5 separate regions of the Mus musculus genome follow, and all the other regions are linked to region 1. Evidence: chromatin contacts called from public promoter capture Hi-C data. All regions are on one chromosome and are shown on one strand. Each heading gives the region's core, a stretch centred on a gene start, on an enhancer-like site or on the middle of the called end of the contact. The rest is flanking DNA. Distances are from core to core; before and after follow the strand shown. Region 1 holds the start of Trap1 (TNF receptor-associated protein 1). Region 2 holds the start of Glis2 (GLIS family zinc finger 2). Region 3 holds the start of Hmox2 (heme oxygenase 2). Region 4 holds the start of Coro7 (coronin 7). Region 5 holds the start of Vasn (vasorin).

What was found. Promoter capture Hi-C pulls out the DNA fragments that hold promoters and counts their contacts.
Region 2: a promoter capture Hi-C map of pre-B cells shows a contact between it and region 1, with 8 times the contacts expected there. The contact joins the promoter of Glis2 here to the promoter of Trap1 in region 1. A contact is called at or near these places in 10 of 39 promoter capture datasets (the 3T3-L1 cell line, 3T3-L1-derived adipocytes, cranial neural crest and 5 more), 3 of 484 Hi-C or Micro-C datasets (B cells, cortical neurons and palatal mesenchyme), 4 of 115 datasets of contacts at active chromatin or transcription factors (bone marrow-derived macrophages, effector CD8 T cells, large pre-B cells and 1 more) and 1 of 9 other capture datasets (liver).
Region 3: a promoter capture Hi-C map of pre-B cells shows a contact between it and region 1, with 3 times the contacts expected there. The contact joins the promoter of Hmox2 here to the promoter of Trap1 in region 1. A contact is called at or near these places in 4 of 39 promoter capture datasets (cranial neural crest, hematopoietic stem and progenitor cells, liver and 1 more), 1 of 115 datasets of contacts at active chromatin or transcription factors (microglia) and 1 of 9 other capture datasets (adipose tissue).
Region 4: a promoter capture Hi-C map of pre-B cells shows a contact between it and region 1, with 5 times the contacts expected there. The contact joins the promoter of Coro7 here to the promoter of Trap1 in region 1. A contact is called at or near these places in 6 of 39 promoter capture datasets (the C10 cell line, cranial neural crest, hippocampal neurons and 3 more), 1 of 484 Hi-C or Micro-C datasets (muscle stem cells), 5 of 115 datasets of contacts at active chromatin or transcription factors (bone marrow-derived macrophages, effector CD8 T cells, embryonic stem cells and 2 more) and 2 of 9 other capture datasets (adipose tissue and liver).
Region 5: a promoter capture Hi-C map of pre-B cells shows a contact between it and region 1, with 6 times the contacts expected there. The contact joins the promoter of Vasn here to the promoter of Trap1 in region 1. A contact is called at or near these places in 8 of 39 promoter capture datasets (the 3T3-L1 cell line, cranial neural crest, hippocampal neurons and 3 more), 2 of 115 datasets of contacts at active chromatin or transcription factors (embryonic stem cells and pancreatic cancer cells) and 1 of 9 other capture datasets (embryonic stem cells).

What each region holds. Positions count from the first base shown.
Region 1 is chr16:4,076,535-4,079,234 of GRCm38.p6, forward strand. It overlaps Trap1 (TNF receptor-associated protein 1), which reads right to left and starts at 1,276. Exons shown (of 18, transcript NM_026508.2): 1 at 1,159-1,276. The coding sequence starts at 1,246.
Region 2 is chr16:4,593,376-4,596,075 of GRCm38.p6, forward strand. Glis2 (GLIS family zinc finger 2) reads left to right here and starts at 1,338. Exons shown (of 7, transcript NM_031184.3): 1 at 1,338-1,560. D330022H12Rik (a long non-coding RNA gene) reads right to left here and starts at 880. Exons shown (of 2, transcript XR_875867.3): 1 at 57-880.
Region 3 is chr16:4,724,952-4,727,651 of GRCm38.p6, forward strand. It overlaps Hmox2 (heme oxygenase 2), which reads left to right and starts at 1,410. Exons shown (of 6, transcript NM_001136066.2): 1 at 1,410-1,520.
Region 4 is chr16:4,678,324-4,681,023 of GRCm38.p6, forward strand. Coro7 (coronin 7) reads right to left here and starts at 1,397. Exons shown (of 28, transcript NM_030205.4): 1 at 1,229-1,397. The coding sequence starts at 1,288.
Region 5 is chr16:4,638,618-4,641,317 of GRCm38.p6, forward strand. Vasn (vasorin) reads left to right here and starts at 1,328. Exons shown (of 2, transcript NM_139307.3): 1 at 1,328-1,531. The region is part of intron 9 of Coro7 (coronin 7); the gene reads right to left.

The DNA.
Region 1 (2,700 bases), core at 26-2,525:
CACAAGAAATCAGAGAAGATACGGATCCACTGTTAAGTAAAACCAGCTTCTCTGTAGATAGAAATCACAAGAGATGTCTTCTACACAGAGCTCTTTTTTTTTTTAGTATTCTCCGTGGCACTGGGGACCAATTCAGGGCCTATGCAAGCCAAGCACAAACTGCCTTTGGGGGCTCTTTTTTTGTTGTTTTGGTTTGAGACATACTCAAATGTTGGAAAAGATACTATGGGTAAATCAGTTTTGCTACTAGAGGACACATATACAGACAAAAGTATTTTGAGCACCAGGCACTGTGGCACACTTTAATCCTACCACTCTGGGGAGCAGAGGCAGATGAATCTCTGTGAGTTTGTGACCACCCTGGCCAGGCGGAACATATATGGTGAAACCCTGTCACCCTCCCCACACCCAATAAAAAACTGAGGTGAAGTTTGGCAGATTAGCTAATACAGAAATAAAAGGGCAAATTCTGAAACCGAAAACATGTTCCTAAAGATTTAAGCAATCGCTCACTCAAATCTGTTAAACACTGTAACGATATTTGTGGCCAAGAGAACATTTAGTGGAGGATGAGAGCGACAAAACTTCGGAAAGCCATTGGGAAGCTATGTTTATGCGAAACATAAATGTAATGAATGCCAGAAGCTTTAATATTCTTTCGCAGTTAATTCTTGACTTGAGCCCTTTTATGTAAAAATAGCTGTAAATACGTATAATTTAAGTGTATGTAACGCTAACATCTTCACTGTTACATGAGTGCGGGGTGGGAAAGTATAGATTAAGGTTATTCTCTCTCCTTTCCTTTCTCTTTCAATTCCAGGGATCAAACACGCGGAGTTCACTGGCTCCCTGAAGTCCTGGGTAACCGTTGGTTTTGCTCACCGTAGTTACCCCAGGGCTTGACTTCTGCGAGAGCTGAGCTTGTGAACAGCCGCGTGCAACGAACTTGTCAACCCAAGCGCGGGAGCGTCTGCAATCAGGACTACCAGGGACTGACGAGAGCAGGCTGTGGCTGCCCGTGACTCGGCTCCCCAAAAGCGACCACAAGGTCCTACTCCCCGCCCCACTTAGCAGCTCCGGCGCAGTGCGGCCTCCCGCCGGTCTAAGAGTGTGCACACAGCCTCAGACGCCGCCTCTGCGCTCTCGTGCCGCGCTCACCTCGCCGAACTCCAGCCAGCGCGGGGGCCCGCAGTACAGTCTGCAGCCCGCGGCCCCACAGCAACACAGCTCGCAGCTCGCACGCCATGCTTCCTTTCCCAAGTGTGGCTAACAGCCTAACAGAGTGATGAGGGGGCCTTCCGCGGGGGCGGCTCAGTGACGTCATGGCGCGCGACGGGCTGTCCAAGGCGTTGCCTGTGCGAGAACGGGAACGCAGCAAACCGCAGCGCGGGGGCCCTGAAGACTGTACTTTTTGACCTTGGATCTCAGTGACAAGGTCGCTGATCCCTTGCATTGTGCGTGTGAGGGTTATAGTGTCCCCGGCCCGCGGTGCTGGCGGTCCCTAGGCGGGAGCATCCCATTCTCGAGATGGCACTACCCAGCTGGAGTGTGGATCCACTGAAAAACTCTTACAGCAATGCCAAAACCTACACTTTGACAAATTTTAGGTTTGACTGTTATTCGCCAAAACGTGAGCTCAGTAACCAACACCTTTGGACTTACCCGTTTATTGTGACTTTCTCCCTACTGGAAGCTTGTTTGGGGATCCAGGCCACAAACCTTGTCTCTAAAGTTTTTTTTTTTTTTTTTTTTTTTGTTTTTTTGTTTTTTTGTTTTTGTTTTTCGAGACAGGGTTTCTCTGTATAGCCCTGGCTGTCCTGGAACTCACTTTGTAGACCAGGCTGGCCTCGAACTCAGAAATCCACCTGCCTCTGCCTCCCAAGTGCTGGGATTAAAGGCTTGCACCACCACGCCCGGCCCTCTAAAGTTTAATCCAAACTCCAGCCGCCTCCAGAGCAGGTCGCTTGTCCCGGTCCTAACCTCAGAGTAAGGCCCAGCGAGGACCTTTCTGACAGGTTCTCGCTTGATTCTGACACACACCAGATACATTTTCCTATGATCAGATTTTACTAAAACATTAGAGCGATTATCTAGCTTGTTAGCAGACACTAGTAGCAAGAGCAGTTAATTCCTGGATCCAGAATAGACTTGAAGTTTTGGTATAGGGAATGTTTAGTTACTGTTCTAGGTTGACAAGGATTGCTCCCACATTGACTTTATAGATGGAAAATAGATAAGAATGGGCAGATATGAGGCCAAACTTTAATACAGGCTCTGTATTTAAAGTGCCTGTTGCCCTGATAACCCCAAGAAATTGACAGAGCACTGTGTGCCTGTGATCTCAGTGCTGGGGAGACAGAAACAAGAGAATCCTTGGGTTTTGCTAGCCAACCAATCTGATTCTGATGTCCCATGTTCAGTAAAAGGCCATGTTTCAATATAAGGTGGAGAGAGCACCTGAACACCTCACAATTCCTACCCCTAACCCCCAGCCAGTTCTGCTCCTGCTGGGCCCACATCCTCCACAACCAGCCCCACCCCTGCTCCCTAGTGTCTTTTTCCATGGTCACCCTTAGATCCTCACAGTTCTAGCTTCTGCCCCCAGGTTCTGTATTACCTCCTCTAATCTGCCTGAGTCCCAGTCATCACACAGAATAGCTTCTCTTGATACTAATCCTCGAGGTTTCATTCTTTTAATTC
Region 2 (2,700 bases), core at 88-2,587, 520 kb after region 1:
GCACTGACTACGTATCCATTTGATCACCACATCAGGAGCACCAATTATGTGCCTACCTTCGCACCAGACCAGGAGCGTGTGCCAAGAGCAGTGCCTGGGAATGGGGATGCCCCATGATCAAGATTCATGTCTTGATGTGGCTCTGGCGCAGACCGAGGCATCAAATGCCCGAATAACAGATTTCCAACCCGGAGTCAGTACTTCACCTACTGGTGATGCTGACTTTGAAGTGCCTTTTCGTTTCCTGAGTTCAAGTCCAACTTCGGATCAGGAGGGCTGTCTTTTTGAACTGAGATTTGTCACCAGACAGGTAAAAAGATATTAGGCGTGGACTCAAGACTCGCCCAAAGAAAACACTAAAGAACGCCAAGTCTGAGCTTCCCAGGAAAAGGTGGGAAACAGCTTGGCTGCGGTGTGCAAGCGTTACTGACTTACATCCACTTTTCAGTGACCAACTCATTGAACTTACTGACGCCAAGTGCGATGACCCCGGCGGCGCTCAGATTAGGGGACCCAGGTTGTCCAGGCGGATGTCACCAAGATAACGGAATCCTGGATTGGTTGTGCCAGGCCTTGTGCTTATTTCACCAGGAGGGCAACTGAGGCTGAAGACAAGGCAAAGCTGGAAGAGAGAAGCGTGGCCTCGAACCTGTCGGAATTGAAAGGCCTTTGCCTGCGCGGTCCTGGATCTGGACTGGGCGGGGAAATCAGGGCCTTCCAAGAGGCATTTCTATCACCTCCGCGGCAGCCAAGGGCCGCGGGGGCCCTGGCCAAGGTGACCCCGCAGGGGGAGGCGAGGGTCCCCGCCCCTCGCCCGCTGCGGCCGCCTCCATCTTCCCGGTCCTTGGGGCTTTTCCTCCTGGCCGGTTCGCCCGCCCCTCTCCCAGGCTTCCCCCAGGGGCGGGATATCTCGCCCTGCCCCCCGCCCCCCAGGCCTTGTCCTAGCGCTGCCCTCGGGCTGGGGGCGGGACCGCGGCAGGCGGGGATGGGGGGGGGGGGAGTCGAGGAGGACGCGCGTCTCTGCCGTGGCGGGGCTCCCTCCTTCGCTCCCCCTTCCCTCCGGTGCCCGCTCCTGCGGCCGTCCGCTCTCCTCCCCTCCCCGGGCCCAGCCTCCCCCCACCCCCACCCTCCACCCCCCGCGCACGCTCCGTCTGGCAGCTGGCGCTCCGGGCCTGGGGCCGCAGTAGTGAGAGGGGTTTGTAGGGAGGGCGGGAGCGAGCGAGCGAGCCGCGAGGGAGGGAGGGAGGGAGGCCGCCCCCCGCGCCCCTCCTCTTCGCCCTCCTCCAAGGCCGCCAGTCCCTCCTCCCACCCCCTCCCTCCTCTCCTCTCCTCCCTCCCTTGCAAAGACATCCCCGCACAGCCCGGCCGCCGCGGCCACCTTCCCTGCCCCGAGCTGCAGATGTGGCGGAGCGGCCGGGTGCCGCGCGGCGCCAGGGGAGCCCGTGCCCCGTAAGCCTCGCGCCCCGGCCCCCGCCCGCCCCGGCCCTCCCCCTCGCCCGCTCCCCGCTGCCCCAGGACCGCCGGAACCCGCAGCCGGAGCCAGTCAGCCCGGCAGCCGAGGTAGGAAGCCCCCGGGCGTCGCGCCGGGAGGACGCGGGCTGGGCCAGGGACTTGCCTGGTGCGCGGGGCAGCGTAACCAGAGGGTCGCCTCCCCCTCCCGCGTCCGCGCCTTGCTCCGGGCCATTGTGAGCCCTCGCTGAGGCCCCTGCGCTCGTTGGTTTTGCGCTCTCCCTTTCTCGCCGGCTCCCTGGCTGGGTCCTTCGATTTCACCGTCTTTTTTCTCTTTCCTTCCCTCCTTCTGTTTGGGGGCCGAGCTGAACTGTGGCCCGGCCCGGGGCGGGCGCAAACTTCACTGGGGAAGTTGGGCGTCTTCAGTAGGGGTGCTCTGCGAGGTGAGAGGGGGCCACCCGAAGCCTGGGCATGAAGTTGTATGGGGCATCTGGCAGCCACCTTTGCTCACCGGTGAGCTCGGGTTATTTGGAAGGTACCCTCCCTTTCTGGGTAAAGTCCTGCTCTCACTACCCTTAACAAGCCTTGGGGGAGGCAGAGAGGGGGGCGTCCCTTGATTCAGCACTAGGAGTTGGAATATTGTGTAGCCTTTGGTCCACTCCTGAAGGGTGGATGGAAGCAGGTGAGGGACCTGGCTGGATGGAGAGGGTGAGTGATTGCATCCTCAGGATGGGTCTGGAAAAGAGGTGACGAGGCAGGTGCATCCCCCTCCTACCAGGATGATGCTTGCACCTCCCCGCAGGCCCCCTAGGATGGGGCTGGAATCCAGGCTGGCACCTGGACGCCTTGGCACACTGCCCTACCCAGTGGGATACTCAGGCCACAGCAGGGCAGCATGCTGCCTGTCTGCCTACCCAGGAGGGCCCGCCCAGCCCAGCCAGAGGGTGGCGGGGAAGCACTGGTTGCAGGGAGTTGCCCAGCCCTGCCCTGGGGCCTGGGAAGCTGGAAGGGATGCTGGGAGGAGCCCTGGGCCCCCAGCCATCAGGGCCCAAGATCTTGGCTCTAGAGGGAATGCTTGACACCAAGGGGGCAGTCAGGCTAGCCAGTGGCCCTACCAAGACTTGAGCTCCCATGGGTCTGGCCAGGGCTAGGGCCTGCGTCTTGGGCTTCGGTGGCAGGCACCCTGCACGGCTGTCTCCCTGTTGTCCTGGCACCCAGGAAGGAAGGTGGGGTTGAGCCATGGCTAGGGAG
Region 3 (2,700 bases), core at 160-2,659, 650 kb after region 1:
CTGGAGATCCTGGATTCAATCCCTAGTAGTGTGTCCTCTTTCAACAACAACAACAACAACAACAACAACAACACAGAAAAGAAGGCTCTGAGGAGAGCTTACATAAACTACTTTCTTGTAACTCTGTCCCAATAAAATCCAACACCCTGGTCCTGCTCATGCAGAAACTGCCTTCATACTTTGGTCATCAATTAGATTATCTAGGCTGCTTCCAGAACTTGTTGTTTTTTTTGTGAATAGTGTTGAGTAGGAAAAGATTCTGCAAATTTGGTTAAAGCTTCTAGTGTGGAAATCTTCCTAGCTTGTGGGTGCATCGTGCACCTGAATAATAGAGAGGTAGAAAGAGAACATTTGTTGGGTTGGGGAGACATAACTCTGCAAAAGTAAGGAACTTTTCTATGTCCTCCTTGCTTAATGACACGGAGACCTTTATATTTATTATAAAGGTGAGGCGCAGAGCCAGGCAGACTCTAAGCTATTCTAACCAAGTATGCTGGCCTACTTCCCAGCCATGTGGACCTTTCCTGCCTTCTCAGGCTTGCTCTGGCTCCTCCTCCTTCATTCCTGTTCGGATTCCTGTCTCCCTTCTCTCCCACCTGAGATGCTCTCTCTGTCTCTGGCCTCAGAAGTCCTGCCATATCCTCTCCTGCCCAGCCATAGGCTATTAAGCTCTTTATTTAACCAATCAGGAGGTGATAGAGAATAATATTTTATAAAATACTGAGTCATACTAAAGTCGAGACTGGAGCTGGACCTCTGGGTACAGGAATCAGACAGAATACAGAGTGCACAGAAATGTCCCTCAGCATAACTCAGTAAGAGAGCTTACTCAAAATCTAGAATTCCATCTCCAGCACAAAACCAAACCAAAACTTTAATAGTTAAAAAAGTAATTAAGTGCTGGGCAGTGAGTGGTGGTGCATGCATTTAATAACCCCAGCACTTGGGAGGCAGAGGCAGGCGAATTTCTAAGTTCGAGGCCAGCCTGGTCTACAGAGTGAGTTCCAGGACAGCCAGGGCTATACAGAGAAACCCTGTCTCGAAACACCCCGCCCCCCCAAAAAGAATCTATTAATTCTTCCCCAACAAGTTACATTCCCAACCCTTTTGTGTTTTTGTTTGAGCACTGACAAATGCTCACACTGTAGCCCAGGTTGCTCTTGAATTCTCCAGGTTGCTCTTGAATTCTCCAGCCTCAACCCCACCCCTGTCCCCCACCGAGTGCTGGGATTCCAGGCTTGAGCCCCCACTCTCGATCAACAAGCAGTTGGCTTTGGCTGACACGCTTCCTTCCTCTCCGGTTAACATTACTACTCCCCACTCCCGAAGCTTTCTCAGAAGGCAGTGTCGGCTCGCCCAAGAGCCTCCCGCTAGCTGCCGTGCGCCTGGGGGCGTGGCCTGGTGACTCCGCCCCTCGCTGCGTGCGCACGTCCTACCGTCCTGGCGCTCGCCCTCTCGGCTGCGAAGGTACAGAGAGAGTCGCAGACGCGGAGACTGACTGACCTGCGGAGCCACTGACGGTGAGTGGTCCGCTCTGTGCCCCGTCCTCCCCTCCCGGGTCCTTGCATGGCGGCGGCCTTCTTCGAAGCTCTGCTCCGCTGTCCCCCCGCGACTCGTCCTCAGCCTGAGGGGACGTCGGGCGGGGGGTGGCCGGAAGCGGGCTGAGGCGGGCGAGCGAGCGAGCGGGAGACTGGGGGTCGGAGAGGGGCCACCGAGCGGGCCTTGAGCGTCAAATGAGCCCGAAACCGCGGACGTCGCGCTCTAGACGGCTTTGAGCTCCATCCCCAAGAGTCCTCTGGTGTTCCCGTGGGGCATAGCCCCTCCCAGCGTCACGAATGCTCTTGAGGTGACTCCGGGGTCGAAGTTAGTGCAGCAGCGCAGCACATGAGCCTACCTGAGGTCCCGGAGGAGCCCGGGGCGTGGCGGCCTTGTTGGCCAGCCTTCAGTGGCTCCCCTCGGTGGCAAGATCCCTTAGAATCCCTGTGGGGACTTGATGAGTGACCTGTGGTTCTGAGTGCAAGACTGGGAGGACTCAGTCGTAGATGTAGCCGGTTGGTCTGGCCCAGGAGGTCACCTGTCACCACCAAAGCACAGAGCTCCAGGTGACTTAATTGCTCTGTAAGAACTGCCTGGACCGCCTTGCACACTGCTTGCACAAGGACTGTCTTGTGTCATGCCGTTTAAATTGGTTCTGAAGGACCAGTTGTGGCCTGTGTTCAATTGTGGGCACCGCAAACTCAACTAGAGAAGGGAGTGTTCCCGAAAGACAGAAATATCATATACTGTCCAGTTGAGGGAGAGCGCTTGCTCTCCAGTCCTTTCTAAATCCTTGAGTGTTTTACTACCTATAAAGTGAGAATATTAAGAGACTCGTGAAGTAAATCCACGAACATTCCACAGGCGAGATAACAGCACTGAAGATCTTAGTTATGCATAGACATCCTGTGATTTTTTCAGAAGTGGATTAGAGATTAGAAATGGTTTTGTTTAAGTGGTCATACTGGCCTTAAACAGTCTAGTCATGTAGAAGGTTTTGTGCGTTCCTATTTCTGGTATAGTGCTTCAGTTTATAATAGTTATTATAAATGTCATTTAATACATAATTATTAAGAAAGTTTTTTTTGGCGGTGCAGTTTGAACAAGATGAGCATGTATTTTACTACTGAGCCCACAACCCTACCCAGTGTTTTGTGTTTTGAG
Region 4 (2,700 bases), core at 147-2,646, 600 kb after region 1:
ATCTGTCACCAGCTTTGCCTGGCTAATGGCCTCTGTCCACCCTGGGTTCACTTTCTTTTTTTCTTTTTTCTTTTTTTGGTTTTTCGAGTCAGGGATTCTCTGTGTAGCCCTGGCTGCCCTGGAACTCACTCTGTAGACCAGGCTGGCCTCGAACTCAGAAATCTGCCTGCCAAGTGCTAGGATTAAAGGCCTGCACCACCACCGCCCGGCCACTTTCTTTTTCTTTACTGGCTTTTTTTCTTCTCACCCTTCTGGCCTCTGTTGAAATCCACCCACCTGGGCACTGTCCTCCACAATACTATTACGTTCAACTCTACTTCACTTCTTTACATCACAGCCCACCACATACCCCCGGGTGTTCTGATTCTTCAGTGGATTTATATTGTGCTTGCTGACCAGAGGCTGTTAAGTTCCACAGAGAAGGGGAAATGTCACAATGTTCACTGTTTTAGAGAGCTGAGCAGCACACAATAGGTACAGAAAGGCTAACTGTCCAGAGAATGAAAATGGAGCACGGTTGTCCTAACTTGCTTTGGGACACTAGAGGTCCAAATAACACAGGGGGAGAAAGGCCAGTGCCTCACCGAGTGGAGTGTCCTTCTTGACACTCCATCTGGGATCCACCTGCTCTAGGCTTCTCCAGGCCCCAACAACCGCTAGTATCATCACCCCAGTAAAGGAAGAGCTTGCACCAGTAGACAAGGAAGAGTGGCAGAAACTCGAGGGAGGAAGCCTGCCTGGCCCCAGGGGCTCCCTCTCCAGATGATACCTTCCCTCTCACTGAGACCACAAGAAAGAGATGCATCTCTCCCACAGCCCGGCCGGCCCGGAGCAGGGGTGATCCTAGACTGCTGGAAGGGGGAGACCGGCGTCGACAGTTTCCCAGCCAGGTTCCCAGCAAGGCCGACCGGAAACAGAGGCCTGTTCGCGTCTGGGAGTGCTGCGAGGCCTCCTGGGGTAACAGGGGGAGGCGAACCGGCCAGGCCGACCTCCGGGATCACCCAACTACTAGGGCGCGTCATCAGACCTCCGGACTCTGTCCTCTGAGCAGTGAAGGGGCGGCCTGAACTCTAGGGTTCATCTAAAGGGAGAAGTTCCGGGTGGACAGATGGGGCGAGGTGGGGTGAGGGTCTTCACAACCCAGAGTGTGCACTGCACAGGCAGGCACTGGGAATGGCAGTCCTCCGGGACCAGAAGCCAGGGAGTGGGGTCCACTGGCCGGGCTCACCTCTCGGCGGGACGGCCGGGCCTCCATATGCCGAAACTTGGACACCTTGAAGCGACTCATGGCAGCTGGGACAGAGCAAGCTCAGGCTGGAGAACGAGGGTCGTCAGGTACTAGGTGAATGAAGAGAAGCCGCCCTGGACTCTTGCAGCCTGCCGCCTCAGCAGCCTGCAGCCTGGTGCCACGCCCTTATTGATGACAACCAATCGGAAGCTCCTGCGGCCTGCCTAGGCACGCCCCCACGTCACCCTTCTTCAGCGCGACGGCCTTCAGCCCCGCCTTCTTCAGAGGCCAGGACGACCTGAGAAGTCACGCCCTGATGCCTGGGGGACTACTGCACTGGTCGGAGGTCATGTGAGCCGCAGCTGTCCTACCGAAGGAACCACACTTCAATTGCTGCAGGATTAGACTTGCAATACTGGTCCCTGAGGTTTTACAATGACCTGAGAAATAGCAGGACAGAATTAACTAGACTAAAACTGGGAATAATCCCCGCGACCCATAAAAGATAAGAACCACTGAGACTCAATCTTTCTCTCTCTCAATCTCTCTCTCTCTCCCTCCCTCCCTCCCACCTCTTGTCTCCCCTTCCCTCCCTTTCTACCCCTTTGTTTTGAGTTTTATTTTTATTTTATTTTATTTTTGTTTATTTATTTATTTATTTATTTTGAGACAGGGTTTCTCTGTGTAGTCCTGGCTGTCCTAGAATTCACTCTGTAGACCAGGCTGGCCTCAAACTCAGAAATCCCCCTGCCTCTTCCTCCCAAGTCCTGGGACTAAAGATGTGCACCATCACTGCCCAGCCAAAAATACACATTTTATAATGCAATTTTTTTCATACTAGAGTGTATGATGATAATGACCAAGTGATATATAGCTTTATTCTCAATATCTGTGAGCATCAATTTTCCCTTAAAAATGATTTTAGCTGTGGATTGTAGCTCAGTTGGTAGAGTGTTTGCCAGGCATGTATGAAGCCCTGGGTGCCATCCCCAGCACAGTGACATAGTCCTATAGTCCCAGCATTCAGGAGGAAGATCAGAAGTTCAAGGTCAGCTTGGTTTACATAGTTCGGGACTATATAGTGAGAACCTGCCCAAAAAGAAAAAAAAGAAAAAGAAAAAAGAAAGAAAAGAAAAGAAAAGGGAGAAAGAAGGCAGGGTTGGGAAAATGGCTCAGTGGGTAATTATGCTTGCTCTTGGTTAGACTTGTTGGATCCCCTGGCCTTGTGAAGTGTCTTAAACTGCCACATGGGTGCTGGGAATCAGACTTGGGTCTTCTTCGAAAATAAGGAGAAACAAGTACTCTTGACTGCTGGGACATTTACTTTTGTTCACCTGTCTATCCCTGCCTACTCATCTGTGTGCACACAATGTTGGGGTCCAGGAATTGCCTCACAAATCACACAGACATTGATCTCGGTCAGACCAGGATGGTTTATTGATCATATGCTCCAGGATTGGTCGACCAGGGCC
Region 5 (2,700 bases), core at 78-2,577, 560 kb after region 1:
AACCTTCAGAGTTTTATTTTGAAAAAGGTCTTAAGGAGTTATTCAGGCTGACCTTGAATTTGTGATCCTCCTGCCTCAGTCTTCAGAGCAGCTGGGATGACAGACCTGACTTACAACACTCGGGGCTTGAGGAGCCTGCCATCCAGAAGATTGGTGAATCTGGGGACAGTTGCCACCCAGCCTTCAAAGACGTCCTGTTTAAGACAAGCTCGGAAAACTAATTGTCATGTGAAATCACCCAAATTTTCAATTCTGGAAATGACATCCAACTTTCAAACCTGCCACACAGGCCAAATGAAACACCTGGGGTCAGTCCTGCCCCCAATTGTGGGGGTGTGGATGCCCTGCCTTTACAACACAAGTACCAGCTGAGGCCAGATAAGCCTCCAGATAGTGTGACCCAGACAAGGCCTTCAATACAGACCCGGCGGGAAAGGGATATGATGGTGAAATCCAGGAGCTGAGTTGGGTCCCCAAAGGCCCTGAGGCCTGACTCTAACCACAAACCATGGGGGTGGGGTGGGGTGGAGAGGATGACCATTTTCCTGGAATCCTACAAGGCAGGGGATTTTTTCTGAACCAGCCCCTGGCACAGCACCCTCCTGCTTAATCAAGGGCTGCTGTCAACAAACACCTAGGTCCCTCCTACTGCTGATGACGTCCCCAATCCTGCCTCCCATCCCAGGCATATTCTAGTCTTGAAGCTTTCAGTAACTGAGGGGCTTGAGCTGACATATGCTCCTAGGTCCCAGTCTCTCATTTAGAGCTGGGGAAGGTGACCAGGGATGCTGTCATGGCTACAAAGATCTCAAGTCCAGCATTAAGAGATTTTATATAAGAGGCTCTTGGAACCACTTCATGTGGCCTTTCTAGCTTTTGAAATTGGAATTAGCTAACAACAAAAACACATTGTGAGATTACGCCTAAAAAATCTAGATTTGTATGAAAAATCCTCAGTTTTGGCAGACTGGGTTGGTCATGGGGACTCAGCCATCATCCCTGCTGGCCCCTACAATCTACCTCTGCTTCTCCAGCTCTTTACTGACCCTAATGTCCACTTCTTGAATTTGTGTCACCAGATATTTTTCAGTTAAAAAGCAGGAGCCTGTCCAAATGTCACACAGCAAAAGATAGACTTAAGCCAGCCTAATAAAATCACTCCTCACTGGGATCTGGAGGTATATCTAGGTGCAGACTAGGCCTGCTTAGTGCAATGACCCATTCAGAGGAGGTGGGTGTGTATAGGCTTGGTCAAACCCCGCCTCAGCCAATTGGAGGAAGCCCCGCCCTCGGTACAGACGGTCCCACCCACTCCTACATCTTAAGCAGAGACCAGCCTCTTACGAGTCAACTTCGAGTCTGGAGCCGGAGCCAGAGACCGGGGCTGGGAAACCCCAGCCCGGGACGGGACGCAGCAGCCTCTGGATCCCGGGACCCCGGACCTCTCAGGACCGGCCAGAGGTGAAGGACTGAGGCCCCACTGAGGCCTTGGACCGCACCGCCTGGCTCCTTCAGCCGCAGTCGTCTCCTGGTGAGTGTCTAGGGGCGAGGGTGGGGGCGACAGGCGGAGCTGATCACACTGGAACAGCACACTAGCACATTCTCCAGTGGGACTGCGACTGCCGGAGCGAGGGGCTTATCCCCGCCTCGGGCGGTTACCTGGGCGGGAACGTCCAGTTGCACCCCCCTTCCTGAGTGGGTTCAGGGGCCTCCGTTGACCCTCGGGAGAGCCAGGGCGTGCGTTTGTACATGGCTAACCTACCCGTGAGGCTCTGAGTAGACAAAATAAACACCCCCTCCCTTGCTTCCTCCTCCCACGACTGGGCCCTCTGGCGTGACCAGTTTTATGAATCAACCCTCTTTTAGGGGATGGCCCAGCCGTAGTCTGGTTACTTTTCCCTCACGGGGGTCAGACAGTCTGGTGCCCTTGTGCAGAATGGTTGCTTGGGATCCTCTGGGCCTTGTCACACATGGCAGAAGCCACGAATACACAGGCAAGCCTGGAGAGGACCGGGAATGGGGAGATTGATAGGTGTACCCCCAGGTGAGGGATGAACTTTGGCTAACCATAATCTTTAGTGCTCCAGTATCAGCGCATCTCATCTCTACCAGTAATGGGCTTTGCTTGGGCTGCAGACCCAATGGCCTATAGCCAGTCTAGTCCTTTGTGTTCCCCAGCTTGCAGCTCTGGGGCCAGAGGACTGCTTAGGTTCCTTGTGGTCACAGGCAGGCCAGCTGATTGGTGCCAACCACACTACCTCACCCCCATTCGTTAACGATTACCACACCAGGGTCATTGACTGCTTCTATTGGATCCCAGAAGCAGCCTCTGCAGTAGAAGAAACCCAAGGCTCAGGAGTTCCCTTGCTTGTTTTTTGCATTAATAGTAGGTGATGCTCCAGGAAGAGGCACCAAGAGAGCCTTCTTCCCTATCTGGGTCAAGAGTTCCTAGGGGAGAGGGTCTGGCTAAAAGGTAAAAGGTCCCTTCCCCCTAGGCTGCTGGGAAAGCAGAGATGTGGGTGGGCTGGAGCCTTGTGAGGGGCTACATTGGTATGGGCAGTGAAGGCCAGTATGGACCCAGCTGTTAGCATGAGCTGGAGCAGGCAGGTGGGGGATGGGAGGGTAGTCCCTAGAGTTTACTGTCCTCTCCCAGGGGAATCAGCCCCCGGGGAACTTCTGTAAACAGAGTGTCAGAGGCAG